Regions from separate parts of the Mus musculus genome. Here all the other regions are linked to region 2. A link is a contact called in public HiChIP or PLAC-seq data. All regions are on one chromosome and are shown on one strand. Each heading gives the region's core, a stretch centred on a gene start, on an enhancer-like site or on the middle of the called end of the contact. The rest is flanking DNA. Distances are from core to core; before and after follow the strand shown. Region 1 overlaps Ube2k (ubiquitin-conjugating enzyme E2K). Region 2 holds the start of Ugdh (UDP-glucose dehydrogenase). Region 3 has its middle 22 kb from the start of Ube2k.

The links. HiChIP or PLAC-seq counts read pairs in DNA pulled down with a chosen protein or histone mark.
Region 1: an H3K4me3 HiChIP or PLAC-seq map of bone marrow-derived macrophages shows a contact between it and region 2, with 3 times the contacts expected there. The contact joins the enhancer-like site here to the promoter of Ugdh in region 2. A contact is called at or near these places in 4 of 39 promoter capture datasets (cranial neural crest, frontonasal cranial neural crest, hematopoietic stem and progenitor cells and 1 more), 3 of 484 Hi-C or Micro-C datasets (bone marrow-derived macrophages, cranial neural crest and embryonic fibroblasts), 4 of 115 datasets of contacts at active chromatin or transcription factors (bone marrow-derived macrophages, embryonic hindbrain and embryonic stem cells) and 4 of 9 other capture datasets (adipose tissue, embryonic stem cells, liver and 1 more).
Region 3: a contact with region 2 is called in an H3K4me3 HiChIP or PLAC-seq map of bone marrow-derived macrophages, with 4 times the contacts expected there. The contact joins the enhancer-like site here to the promoter of Ugdh in region 2. A contact is called at or near these places in 8 of 39 promoter capture datasets (cranial neural crest, embryonic stem cells, frontonasal cranial neural crest and 4 more), 3 of 15 datasets of contacts at CTCF or cohesin (CD8 T cells, the NIH/3T3 cell line and large pre-B cells), 3 of 484 Hi-C or Micro-C datasets (embryonic stem cells, muscle stem cells and nephron progenitors), 13 of 115 datasets of contacts at active chromatin or transcription factors (the 230-238 cell line, CD8 T cells, the SCID.adh cell line and 7 more) and 4 of 9 other capture datasets (adipose tissue, embryonic stem cells, liver and 1 more).

Annotation. Positions count from the first base shown.
Region 1 is chr5:65,558,915-65,563,834 of GRCm38.p6, forward strand. The region is part of intron 1 of Ube2k (ubiquitin-conjugating enzyme E2K); the gene reads left to right. It overlaps Gm40309 (a long non-coding RNA gene), which reads left to right. Exons shown (of 2, transcript XR_868455.3): 2 at 1-4,920. Among named protein-coding and RNA genes, the nearest start is that of Gm40309, 20 kb to the left of the region's middle. Within about 2 kb of position 2,542, at least 35 of the 459 cell types and tissues checked have an H3K27ac peak or open chromatin away from gene starts, as enhancers often do. A contact at or near this core is called in bone marrow-derived macrophages and embryonic stem cells, where this site is marked.
Region 2 is chr5:65,432,788-65,437,440 of GRCm38.p6, forward strand. Ugdh (UDP-glucose dehydrogenase) reads right to left here and starts at 3,055. Exons shown (of 12, transcript NM_009466.2): 1 at 2,837-3,055.
Region 3 is chr5:65,512,904-65,517,479 of GRCm38.p6, forward strand. It overlaps a transcript of Smim14 not described here. Among named protein-coding and RNA genes, the nearest start is that of Ube2k, 22 kb to the right of the region's middle. Within about 2 kb of position 2,193, at least 101 of the 459 cell types and tissues checked have an H3K27ac peak or open chromatin away from gene starts, as enhancers often do. A contact at or near this core is called in the 230-238 cell line, CD8 T cells, adipose tissue and 3 more, where this site is marked.

The sequences.
Region 1 (4,920 bases), core at 1,292-3,791, 130 kb after region 2:
ATATTTATCATATCAGTTCAGGGGCCTTGCCTAGCATGCAGGAAAAGGAGGGTTCAAGCACCACATAAATGGGTTGTGGCAAATGCCTGTAATCCCAGCACTCTGGTGAGAGGTTGGTTAGGGCTTGGAGAGGAGTATTAAAAATTCAGAATCATTCTTGACTGCATATCTACTTTGAAGCCAGCCTTGGGACACATAAAAGAAAGTTTATAATTTCATTTTGCTCTTTAGGTTTTTGAAGTATGATGACTGGAATGAAGGCCAATAATTCTAACCTCACATTATTACTGTAACTGGAGAGGCTATTATTTTCTGGTTCTCTAGCTAGAATAGCATTGCCTGTCCAATAATACAGTAGCCATTAGCCACATTTGACTTTCTTTGTCAATGTCAGGTTCTCAAAGTCTGCCTTTGACTTTGGCAGGGGGTGGGTGTCTCATGTGCTGTGGCTCACAGGCAGAGGTCTGAGAGCAGCACCTTTCAAGAGTTGTTTCCTGAATTCCTTTACCATGTGGGTCCCCAGATCCATTTTGTCCATTGGGTAGCACTGATTTACAGTTTACTCTTTTTGTTAGTTTTGAGATCTCACTGTGGAGCTGGCTGGCCTGACTATACTGTGTAGACCAGGCAGCCTTTGCCTCTGTAGTGCTAGGATTAAAGGTTTTGTGACCCACACCAGGGTTACGATTTGTTCTTAATAATGACTGTAAATGTTTGCTTGATCTCACTTTCCTATTATATCTCAGTCTCTTAGTTTTCTTTTTTTAAAGATTTATTTATTTTATGCATGTGAGTACAATGTTGCTCTCTTCTCAGACACTAGAAGAGAGAATCAGATCCCATTACAGATGGTTGTGAGCCACCCTGTGGTTGCTGGGATTTGAACTCAGGACCTCTGGAAGAGCAGTCAGTGCTCTTAACTGCTGAGCTATCTATCTCTGCAGCTCCAGTCTCTTAGTTTTCATGTCAACTTTACTTGGGGAACATTAAATGGCCCATGCTTCAGTTTTGTTTAATCCATTTAGGGACTGCAGGTGTAACTCTGGTAGAACAACTGCTTACCAAGCTCACGGAACCTGGGCTTGGTCCTCACACACATCCCACATGTTCATATACAAATCCTGGCTTATATCTTAAGTCATTGAAAAATAGGTTAGAGGTAAGTAATGTATATTAAATGTTGGGAGAGGACTGTGTCTGCTAGGTATGGTTGAGGGAGGGCTTATTAAGGGAGAGTACAAAGGCTCTGGACTGAATATGGCCATGAAAGGAGGGGTGGGGAGTGAGAGAGAAAAGAGGAAAGGGATGGTGGTTTGGGGCAATCTGAAAAAGAGATCAGGAGATTCAGGTATGGAGGCAAAATGGCTGTTATATAGCTAAGTGGAAGCTCAGCCCCATGGAGGGAGAGGCTTAGGGTAGGAGGTCATGTGAGAAGTGCTGGGAAGAGCCACAGGTACTGGGCAAGACCTCTTCCAGATTTCTTTGAGATTTAACAAATGTAGCTGCTAAGCTTTAAATATCTTTATTTCAAACAAGGCATGGAGAATCAAATTTTTCTCTTCCATCAATTTGTTGGTCCACTTTCTCTTCCTCTAAGACAAGTTATCATTATGTAGTGATTTTTTTTTGGGGGGTGGTGGTGGGGGGTGGTTCAAGACAGTGTTTCTCTGTATTGCCCAGGCTGTCCTGGAACTCAATCTGTAGACCAGGCTGGTCTGGAACTCAGAAATTCGCCTGCCTCTGCCTCCCACCTGCTGGGATTAAAGGCATGCAGCACCACTGCCCAGCTGTCTCATTATGTAGTGGAGGCTGGCATAGAATTCACTGCCCAATCTCCTTTTGTGTGAGTTTCCTAAGAACTGGGATTGTACATTTGAACTACCATGCCCATCTTAACAGTTTTTTCTACTGGGGCTGGACAGATGTAATTCAGTGGTAGAGTTACCATTCTAGTTGGTGGCATGAACATGGGAAAATGTAGCCTAAAATGAGGAGGACTAAAGTCACATGCAATCACTTTCTTTAGGGCATAATAGAATTTACATTCTGAGGGTTAAGCAAGATCATATGAGCAAAGTTCAGGTGAGTTCAAGCTGTATACTGTCATGAGGACAGACCCTGCTTGGAAACCTCATCAGAATAATAGAAGCAGGACCTGTAACCTGAAGTAAACCTACTCCTACTTACCATACCTGGGAGGGGCACAGAAGCACATTCTAGGAACAGCCCATGCATGGGAGGAACAGCTCACAGACTCTTCTTGATCCTCATACTTCTGCATCTTTAGTGCTTGCATATGTGTGGGCCTGGCTACCAGAGGTTTTACACGGAGATCTCTGGCCAGGCTTGGTGCGAGGGTTCCCCGAAGGGAAGCGAATGCAGGCAGGGAGGGGAAGTTACTTCCCTGCTTCTGCTGTGCTGGTTGTCTCCACTTCTCTGCCATGCAGTAATTCTTCACTGAGTCGGGTCGGGCTGGGCCGAGGAGAAGCTGACTAGCGAGAGTGCGACAGGACCTCAGGCAGCTCTTTGGGAGAGCCGACCTCTCCCCAAGTGTTAGAGCTCTTAGGACAAAGCCTCAGATGACGGAGTAGTTCTCTCCCTGCATGGGACTTATATACAGTTTTGGGGATGATCCAGGGTTTGACAGCAGGTGCTTTTTATTGGCTTGGACTGAGTTTGGGGAAACCTTATTTGTATGTGGGAGGGCTTGGTGCAGCTAGTACTTGATTGATGCAGCATGCCTCTCTGCAGGGGGGCTGTGGGAGGCTGTAGCTACCTCTGCTGCTGTAGCTGTGTGCTGCGAGCACAGTGGGATACCCAGGAGGCGTGGCCAAACTCCTGCTGTCCCTTGCTGTTGGAAATCTCCGCCCACCACGGGGGCGGGGGGGGGGGGGGCGCTCCGGTTCCAGACCTGTGCTCGACCCGGGGGACCAGGCACAGCTCACCACCCCACAGATATGTACTACTGATCTCAGCTGGATATTTGGATTAAAATTTCATTTTCGAATAGATAAAAATAAGGTGTATGAAAACTTCTTATTTAGGTTCTCCTCTGACCTCCGTGGGCACCAGACAAGCAAGTGGTACACAGACATATGTGCATGCAAGAACCTATATTCACAACAACAAGTACTTTATTTATGAGCTAGTAATGTGTCTAAGCTGGGTAGTGGATGCTTACCCTAGCATGTGCAAAGTCTTGCTTTGATCCTCGATATCAAATATTTATATGGTGGCACACACCTAAAATCCCAGCATACAGTAGGCTGAGGCAGAAAGATCTCTACAGGTTTGAGGTTGGCCTGCATTACATAGAGAGACTGAAAGGACAGTAATAGCATCAGTTGCTACTTTGTACTCAGCATTAATATGTTAAGGATTACTTCTTACACTTTGTTTTCCTTTCACCTCTGAAAATGTATTAGAACCCTTTTTGGAGTCGATGAAGGATAGAGTTGGGATTTGAGCTTGGGCCTAGTACATGCTCAGTATACCTATTCCCAGCCTGAGGACTGCATTAGATTTTGCACTGTTTTTCCTCCGTGCATGCGCGCGCGCGTGTGTGTGTGTGTGTGTGTGTGTGTGTGTGTGTGTGTGTGTGTGTGTGTATACATGTGTCTATATGCACATGTGAGTGCAGGTGTAGGGGTTGTTGGTTCTTTCCTTCTACCATGTAAGTTCTAGAAATTGCCACATTTGGTGACAACCCCTTTTATCTATTGAACCATGTGGCTGGCCTCCTTTTCCCGTCCCTCCAACCTCCTGCATTTCTTCTTTTCAGGCAAGGTCTATGTAGTCTAGGCTGGCCTCAGCTTTGCTATGTAGCTGATCTTAAATTTCTGATCCTCCTCCTTCCACCTTCCTAGTTTTGGGATCATACTCAGCCAGGACTTCATGTATTCTAGGCACTGTTATTGAGCCAAGTGCTGGACCCAGAATTCTGTACTTTCTCATTAGCAATATGGTCATTCATTTTCCTTCACCCAGATTATCTTCAATGTTCTATGCTGTTTTGCTCTATTTTAATAGTTACATTGCTTACTAGGAGCTGTATATTTCATCCATCTGTGTGCCCTTCCCCCCCCTCCCCCCCCCAATTCCCCCTTTGCTTCTCTGGTTGTCCTGGCACTTGTTATGTAGCTTCAAACTTTAGTCCCTGCCTCTGCCTCCACCCCCTGAGTGCTGGGATTAAAGGTGTGCACCACCATGTTTGGGCATTAGTAATGCTTTGTAGATTCAAAGGAATGTTAGAAACACCAAGACTACTAAAAATCTTCCTGCCTTGTGCTGAACTCTTAGAAGAAAGTTATAGAAAAACGCTTTGCAGTTGTCCTCACTAAAGATGGGGTGCCAAAATACACACTGAAGGTTCCCTGTGGATTCTTTATGGGTAACACATTGTTTTGTTTTTTAGAAATTAATGGTTCCATTCTTAAAACTCTGAGGTGAATTATAAAATAATACTTTCTAATGAAAGACTTATATTTGTTATTAAGCAAAGGTAATGATGAAGTGTGTTCTTAGGAAACCCACTTATTCTGAAAAGTGCTGGTGACATCTTTCTTTCCTAGTGTGCCCAAGGTTCCTGGGATTGATCCCAGCACTACCACACTTACTTTTTAAAACAACAGCAACAAGCAAAAAATTTACAGAAATATGTTATCAAAATGATTGTATGATAGGCATTCTCATTTTATACTAATAAAACTGAGAGTTTTACAGTTACAGTTGCAGTGATGTACCCTGAACTATTAAGACGCTGGGAGAAGCAGGATTCAGCATACATTTGACTTCAGGGGCCATGCCTTCTAGTAGTCTGGTAGTGAGTCCATTATCTGAGTGTTCCTGAGTCATATACTCAGGGACCTGTGTGGGTAGTGGGAGGCTTGGATTGAGAAGAAGTTGGATGTTTTAAATCAA
Region 2 (4,653 bases), core at 1,805-4,304:
GATCAAATGCCTATGGAAGGGAACGCCTGGGCTTAAGGAGGTCATAGTTTAATAATATATCCCAAGCTAATGGATCTTTTTTTAAATTAGATTTATTTAATATGAATTAATGTACACCGCCTGAGTGCCTGGGTTAGATGGTTGTAAGCCACCAATGTGAGTGCTTGGAATTGAACCCAGGTCTTATGCAAGAGGAACAAAGTCTCTTTAATAGCTGAGGCATGTCTCCAGCGCTAAGGCTGTGCTCCGTATCAGCTGCTGTTCACTGCCATACCTTTAACACCTAGGATGGCTATCTGTCACTGAGTATTGAGTTAATAACTGTTCCCTGGGCCTCTGGGATTGCAGACTTCATGTTTCATAGCAGTAGTTAAGATGGCCAATCATAGTTAACAGGAAACAATTAGACCGCTACCTCCCTTAGCCACCTTAAGAATAGGCTCAGATTTTCCCCCAAGTAACCTCTAATATGGTTTGTTTTTATAATGCATGGGGATTAAATCCAAGGTCTCAGGTAGACATTCTACCCCTGTGTCCCACCCCCTAGTCCTTAAGTTACTTCTTATCTGCCTTTATTTCAAGACCGGAATTCAGAATTCTCTCTAAGTAGTTGCTACTGACTACTGCAGCTGCATCTGTACTGGAGAACTAGATACATCTGGGTTTTTCCCCCCTCAGTTTTGTGTTTTCTTTCTCCTTCCTCCTCTTCCTTCTTCTCTTCTCTACACACACCCAATTTCTGTCTCTCACTAAGGTTTCAGTCTGCAGCCAAGGCTGGTCAGGAACTCATGGTGATCCTTCTGCCTCAGCCTCCTGGGAACTGATTATAGGCATGAGCCACACACTCAGCTACTTGAGTTGGGTCTTCATTTTGGGTTGGTACCCTGGGCCTTGCTAGTTTTCTTATAAAGTACAGTGTATACAAGGCAATTACTTAAGGAGACAGATACACAGTGCATAGCAAATAAAGTTACTTGGAAGTTTCAAAAAAAAAAAAAAATCCTCAGGAAGCTTTAACATGAGCCAGGCAGTGGTGGCGCACACCTTTAATCCCAGCAAGTGGGAGGTAGAGGCAGGAGGATTTCTGAGTTCCAGGCCAGCCTGGTCTATGGAGTGAGTTCCAGGACATCCAGGGATACAAAGAGAAACCCTGTCTCGAAGAAAAAAAAAAAAAAAAAAACCAAACTTTAACATGAAGCTTGATACAATGTTATCAATACAGTTTCTATGATACATGTTTTCTAATTCTGTTTTTTGTTTGTTTGTTTTCTTCCTAATTTTCGCGTTTTGTTTTGTGATATGCAGGCCAAGGCAAGGGTGGAGGTCAGAGGACCACTTTTGGGGGTCCAGACTTTCTTTTCACTGTGGGTGCTGGGGATTGACTGAAGGCTTGTGTGGCAAGTGTTTTTACCAGTAAGCTCATCTCACCATATTCTACTTCTCCTTCTGTATACCCTCTGGCCCTCACTGTGTTGACTGAAAAGTGGGCTTGTTTGCCTATTGAATAGGTCATTCTGAAATGAGTCTTCACCTCAAATATTCCGGGAACCACGACATACCACACCATCCTGAAAATACTGTTCATGTAAAGTGTCATAAATTCAGATAAGCATTTCAACCTACAGGATGTCACTACCAGCCGACAAATGTCCTATACTGCACTCTGAATAGAATAGCATCCATCTGCCACCCCTTCACAGCTACTGAAGAACTAAGCAGCAGACATGATAAGACAGCTGGATACACCAACCTCAGTCATTTCCTGGAAGCACACTTACAAAGATGCCTGATTCAAAAAAAAAAGATTGTGAAAGACTTAATTTTATGTCTAACGAGAATGATCCACAGCTGTGGAAATTTGAGAAATGATAGAGCATGCCTAGTGGCTAGAGATTTTATGGCAGAGAAAGCAATACAGAGATGAAAGAAGGGGGCAGGGGACGGGATGTATTTTCCAAACCAGGGTTGTGTAGCATTCAGCTCAGACTAGCTCAGTACTCAAAAAGCACAGCTCACAAGCAGAAACACTCAGCTCTTTCAAGTCCAGAACCCCTCAGAAGAAACAGACCAGACTACTGTTCTCCATTTCTTAGGGGATTTGAAAAAAAAAAAAAAAAAAAAAAACCAGACTGGCCTTTGAGGTGAGTGGATGAACAGTTAGTCCTCTGTGTGCCCCACGTATGCACTCTCTCCCAGCCAGCCCCTCCTCTCTTTCTCAACCAACCCTATTCAATTACGCGTAGTACGTGAAGATTTTTAAGATCTCACAAAAACATGGTCTCTGAAGCCCCCAAGAAAGGCCTTCCCTGACATTAAGTATAACGTCCGAGCGTATGTGTCCAGAGGCCAATAATGAACTGCGTGAGCCACACACACCCCCAGGATAGTATAGGATAAATGCCTTAGGGATGCATCTTTAAGGGGCTTTGCTTTCTACATTTAGGGGCTACCAGAGGAGAGCAGCAGCCTCCCAGGTGAGCAGACTCTAATCCCCAACAAAGCTTAGGACTGTGAAGCGTCCATTAGGCCCCACGGAGAGGACCCTTTCCTTCGGGGGCGGGGGGGGGGAGGGCGTTTGGCTTTCTGAAGCGGCGGGAAAATCTCGTTGGTTTCAAATCGGAAAATGGAAAGAACTGGCTTGAAGACGCGCGAGTTGCGAAATTAAAAGCTCGGCTCGGCTGACCTCCTGCAAGCGCACGACGTGATTCTCGCCGGGCCCGAAAAAGGGGACCAGGATGGTGCAGTAGAGAGCCCCGCCGCGAACGGGGAGCGGACCCGGGACCGCGCGCGCACCTGGGCCGCGAGGAGGGGGCATCCCGAAAGGATCGGTGCTTACCCACTTCCAAAGCAGGGACACAGCGGCCGTGCAGATCCCGTTCTCTCGGACAGCGCCTTCCTCCCAAGCCGCAGGCTCTACCCACCGCTCCGCCCGCCGCTCCCCGAGTCCCCGGCCCGCGGCCGTATTTAAATACTTCTGCCGGGGAAGGCGGAGGCTTCATTCCCCTGCAGCCAAGCCTCCCGGGACTCTGGACCCGGCCACCGCCCCGCGCTGCCCCGCCTCCCTCCGCTCCAGGCCCCCCGGGCAGGCCTCTATTTCCTTCTGGACCCAGAGCGGCAGAGGGGGCGGGATCCGAACTGTATGACCACGCCCCTTGAGGAGCAGGGCGAATCAGCTCCAGCTAAGTCACGGGCTCCGCCCTCGCCCGCAGCGAGCGGCGCTGGGCGTGGCTGCGTGCGCCGCTGGTCCCGCTAGGCTGACTAGCTGCAGGGAGGGGCGTCGTGGTCCCTGTTGGTCATCCTTGTCTGTGCTCCTTCCCCGCTCTGGGTCCCTGGAATCTGGCATGAGGAAGGTTCGCGCGTGCCAAGTGAACCACCCGTGATCATAGGGCCTGGGAGGGGAGAGCGAGCCCACAGAAAAAGGTCTTCCGGCTTTCTGACTCTTCCCCTTATCCTGGAGCCCGAGCTCCGTTCTCGGCCCCTGGACTCTGATGGAGGGCCTCCCCTGCTCTCCTAAGCTCTTCAAGCCCCTGAGTCCGCCGCGCCCTTCAGACAGTTGCCCAGAGTTTAGTCACGTCCCATCCGGATGGCGCCGGGTCTGGGAAGGAGATACCTCAGGTCAAAACGATGCTGAGTTCCATAATGACTGAACCAGTGTCTCCGGGTTGGTCCTTGGCCAGAGAACCCGGGCGCCCACGCCTGGAGGGCGTATTTTCCAGGAAAACTTTCCAGCCAAATTCTAAAAGGGAGGTTGTCTGTATGATGCATAGCAAGGCGTATGCAACGTAGATATGTGTGGGTGTTAATTTGCGTGTGTGTGTGTGTGTGTGTGTGTGTGTGTGTGTGTGTGTGTGTGTGTGTGTGTTACTAGAGATTGAACTCTAAGCACTCTACCACCGAACTGTCCCCAGTCCTTACAAATGCATAGAAAGTAAAACTGTCCCCTGGAGAAAGGGCTAAGATGTTTACTCCCCAGGACCCATATCAGAGGACTCAACACTGCCTAAAACTCCTGCTCCAGGAGACCACGCTCTATCTACCAGCACGAACATACACAGACATCTGTATGCATAAACTTTTTTTAAAAGGCAAAATTATTTAGCCTGCCCACGGGAGTTTTTTGAGACATGGTCTCTGTGTAGAGGTGGCAGATCTGGAACTCAGTATATAGTTCAGACTGGCCTTTTACTTGCAATGATCCCCTTACTTGACCCCTCTGCCCTCCCTCCCCCAGGGATCATGATTACCGCCACGCCCACTTTTAATGTGAAGGTTTGTTCTGTTTCTTTTGCTGCTAGAGATCAACTTAAGCCTAAAAATCAAAAAGGAGAAAAGGCCAGGCACAAATACCTCATTGGTGGTGATATGTTCTGAGAAATGTGTTCGGCACATTTGTTCTGCCACGTCATCATGTACTTACTCAAACTTCGCTGGGAACATCAGTACTCGGTATAATCCGGGACCACCCTATATGAAGTCAGCCCTTCGTGAAATGATGTTATGAAGTGCTTGACTGTACCTCATGGGGGAAAGTAATTAGGAAATGTTGGAAGCACATTCAAACGCCGTAGGTCTGAGGAGGAGGCCCAGTGGGTAAAGCGGTTGCTATGTAAGCATAGAGGTCTATGTTCAGGTCCCTCGGGTGCAAGTGAAAAG
Region 3 (4,576 bases), core at 943-3,442, 79 kb after region 2:
ACCCCGTCTCGAAAAAAAAAAAAAAAAAAAGTTCTAGGCTAGCCACAGATACAAAGCAGTCCTGCCTCTAGATAAACAAACAAGCAAACATGTGGGGCTAGAATAGGAACCAGTTTTTATTGTTTTGGTTTTGTTTGTTTGTTTGTTTTTCAAGACCGGGTTTCTTTGTGTGGGCCAAGCTGGCCTTGAACTCAGAGATCCACCTGTCTCTGCCTCCTGAATGCTGGGACTAAAGGTATGCTCCATTACCAGTGCCCAAGGAAACAGTTTTTAAAATACATATTTATTATTTTATGTGTATATAACTTGTTTTTAGATTTCTTTTTAATTTTATGTGTATGTGCTATTCACATGTGTTTGTACACTATGTGTGTACAATACCAGTAGAGTTCAGATCTACTGGAGGTAGAGTTACAGGAAGCTATGAACCACCATGTGGGTGCAGGGAACCAACCCAAAATCTGCAAGAGCAGTAAGGTCTCTTAACTGTGGAGCTGGTGCACACCTTTAATCCCAGCACTTGGAACAGCAAGAACTATAGAGCTATCTCTCCAGCATACACACACACACACACACACACACACACACACACACACACACACACACACACATATGTATGAGTCTTTTGTCTATATGATACACCATGTGCCTGCCAGGTGTCCCCAAAGGTTAGAAGAGGGCATCAGACAATTATTTACAAATGGGAAATATAATAGAGACGAGGCAAGGGTTAACCTAACTGCTAGTTTGAACTTCACTTTGCATTCCTGAAGGGAAGCCAGCAAGAGTTCATTGCCAGTCCTTTGGGACCTCCCTTTATTACACCCATGAAGCACTGTGCTCCTGGCCATGATCCTGTCCTACAACAGCCAGCCTCTATCTAGTTCACCGCACTCAGATGTACAACTCTCCTGTCCGTGGGCATCCTTTTCCTTTGGGTCTTCTCAATCAGCCCTAGTGGAGGTCCTGTGGTTTTCAGAACAGAACCTCTAAGAGTGGAGAAAAGCCAGTACACATCACTGAAGTTGACTGTGTTCTTAATTTTAATCTGTTGCTCTTGGAGAGAGACTTCTTAAGAATTTTTCACCATATATGCTAACAAAAACCATTTTTAAGCTGGGCATGGTAGCACATATCCCATCATCTGTGAAGCTGAGGCAGACAAATCTTGGTGAGTTGAAGGCCAGCCTGGTCTACACGTAGCCAGCTTCAGGCCAGCCAGTGCTATATTAGTAAAACCCCCGTCTCAAGCAAACTTCCAAACAAAACAAATGCCCCATTTACCAAAAAGAAAGAAAGAAAATTTCTGCAAAAGTCTAAAAGGTCTAAAAACCTCTGGTCTCTAGTAACATTCTGGCATTCTGGACTTTAACTCTGTATGCAGTTACACTAATAGTCATATATAAATCTACTTCACAAGGACTCGCTTTAATGACTTTTTAAAAAGACATCAGACACTAAGTTCACACTGAACAATGTGTTCTTAGTCATCATGAGGACCCTGTTCAGTTAATAGGTTCCTTATGATTTTTCTTCTGTCCCTGCAAAGTGCTTGAGGCCATTACAGAATAACTAACTGGCGATGGGAATTCCCCATGAACTCAGATGGACACTAGCTTCAAATTGTATTCCTTGGATCTCTCCTTCCTCCTAATAAGGGATGAGAAAGAGGACTCAAAAAAAAAAAAGATTTAAAAAATAAATCTCAAAGGCTTTAGGCAGAAGATCATGAGCTCAAGTCTAGCCTGTACTATGTGGAAATAAAAGGTGAGAGCTGGAGAGAGTGGAAGAGGCTGGTAGCCTACATGCTTGGCTCAATCGTCAGCACCTACTGGTCTTCTGTGTCACTCATTGCACAGGCAAGGAGTAGAACTGGCTCAGCAGGAAATGGGCTGTGGCACACTCAGGAGCCTCCTCTCCCCTACTGTACACAAAGACACTTTTTAAATAAGTCTTTGAAAAGGAAGTAGGACTTGATTGTCTGAAATGTCAGTTTGACAGAAGACTGGTTATTGAGGAACTGTTCTGCCCAGATGGTTCAACCTCCAGTGCAATGCTCCATCATCTAGTTGGAATATTTGATCTTTGTGACACAGTTCACATACTTTCCCAAGACCCCCAACTATGACTCTCTCCATATTCTGAGACACAGCTACACACCAAACATATTGTATTTGCTTTGGACACGTCAGTGACTTTCAGATCCTGTTTCCTTCCCAAGGTGATTAACAAAGAGTAACCGATGAACAGATGTCAACCACAGGACGCTTCCTGAAACTTAAATCATATCCTAAACAGCTCTCTGGCTCCCCGAGTGTGTGTGTGTGTGTGTGTGTGTGTGTGTGTGTGTGTGTGTGTGTGTGTGTGTGTGAGAGAGAGAGAGAGAGAGAGAAGCACCTTTTTAAAATGTGCATCAAGTGGACTGGAGAGATAGCTCAAAGTTTGGACACCTGCTGCTCTTTCAGACAATCCAAGCTCTTCTTCTGGCCACTGTGGACATCTGCCCATTCACACCCATATATGGTCACACAGACACCCCTTACACCCACTAGAAAAAAAAATCAAACAACAATTAAACAAATAAAAATGCATCACTTGGGTCACCGAACTGCTCTGTGGATAAAAGTGCTTTCTGACATCCCGGAGAATCTGAGTTCGATTTCTGGGATCCCTATGATGGAGGGAGACACCCAACTCCCAAAACCCCATATGTGCTGGGATGCAGTGGTGTGTGCATGCACACACTAAATACAATAACAAAAAGCCCACCAAGCACTAGATGTGGTGGGACAATAGACTGTGGTGGCACAGTGTTGTAATCTTAGATCTTGGGAGATAAAGGCAGGAGGATCAGGTTGTCCTTTACCATGGAAGTTCAAAGCCATCCCGAAACACATCCCTGTCAACCCTGTCTAGACAATCAAGTTACTAAAATCAAACAACCCATGCCAGCTCAGTTTACCGTCCTTCAGCATCCCTTCAACCCCTGAGTCTCCCCTGAGGAGGTGCGCAGACACAGTCACTGCTTCCTTCCTACCAATCAAAACAGCTTTGCATAGCCATGGGAACCCAACCCCTCATTCTTGTCTTCCTTCCTCACCGATCCTGATGCATTTCTAGTCTTCTCCCTTTATAAATGAGTTTCTTGGTACAGCACAGCCAAGGACCGTGGCAAAGAAATCAGTCCCCAGTCATTTGTTTTCTCTTGTTTTTTTCCCTCTGCCTGCTTCTCCTTACTGCCTCTTGCAGCTTTCTGGTTTCTATGCCTGTTTTATTGACTTCACATTTTTCAGTACTACCTCAGTGCCCCTCCCTTTCTCATTCACTTTGAATTGCTGAGTGCATTGTGGAAGTGTACATTTTAAAATTTGTCATGGTGTACTTTTGTTCAAAGTCTTGATTAGAAATTGGGCTAGAGGGCTGGAGAGATGGCTCAGCGGTTAAGAGCACTGACTGCTCTTCTGAAGGTTGTGAGTTCAAATCCCAGCAACCACATGGTGGCTCACAACCATCTGTAATGAGATCTGGTGCTTCTTCTGGGGTGTCTAAAGACAGCTACAGTATACTTACATATATATAATAAATAAATAAATCTTAAAAAAAAAAAAACTCTCCAGACAGCAAGGAAACGCTTGGAAAAGAAAAAAAAAAGAACTTGGGCTAGAGGAGAAATTTCAGAATCAAGAAATTTGTATTCTGGTCACTTTCTGCCTCTGTAGAGACATGGTGCCTTTTGTGTTATAACCATATTTTGTATTTACACCATGTTTATGTGCACAAGATTATCCCCATTTCAGAGGGAAAAGTCACGAAACCTCAGTTTACTGGTGGGTTTCTGACAATAGTCTGTGATGGTTAATTTTCATTGTCCACTTGATTTGATTTAGAATCTGGGAAACATATCTCTGGGTATGTCTGTGAAGATTTTTTTTCCCAGGGGGGTTTTAGAGAAAAAGAATTACCAACTCTGAGTGTGGAATGGTGACTTACACCATTCCACAGTCCAGCACTGAACAGTAAGGGGACAGAGGAAGAAGCCAGCAAAGCTCAGGCATTTCCCTCTGGTTTCCTGGTGGCAGATGTGATGTGACTGCTGACTCAGAGTCCTACGTCCATAGGTAGAGTTGCTCTTGCAATGGTCCCTAGAGGAGCCCTTCCTTCCTTAAACTGATAGGGCATCCTATGACTGTAAAAAGAAAATTAGTAAACACAGAAAACTGGTACCAGGAGTGGGATATCACAGCAGTGATCACATGGTATTTAAGATCTGGACTGGCTATTCAGAAAGAATGTGGGGCATTTTCAGGGTAGAGAACACCTAAATATGGGAAGCGGAGCTAGCTAATGAGGCCATTCTGGTCAGAGTTCAGAAGACCAGGACAGACTGGTGAGAGAACTGTGATTGGTAAAGACAGCTTATGAGGCTTTAGAGGGAAATAAAGACTCTCCTGGGAACTAGGCTGGAGGCCATTTACATTCTGAAAAACACTCTGGCTGTATTCTAAAGTTTTGAGTTTAGATGAATTTAAAAGCAATACCTTTTGCAGGAGAGGCATGAGGGGTGGTAGTACATGCC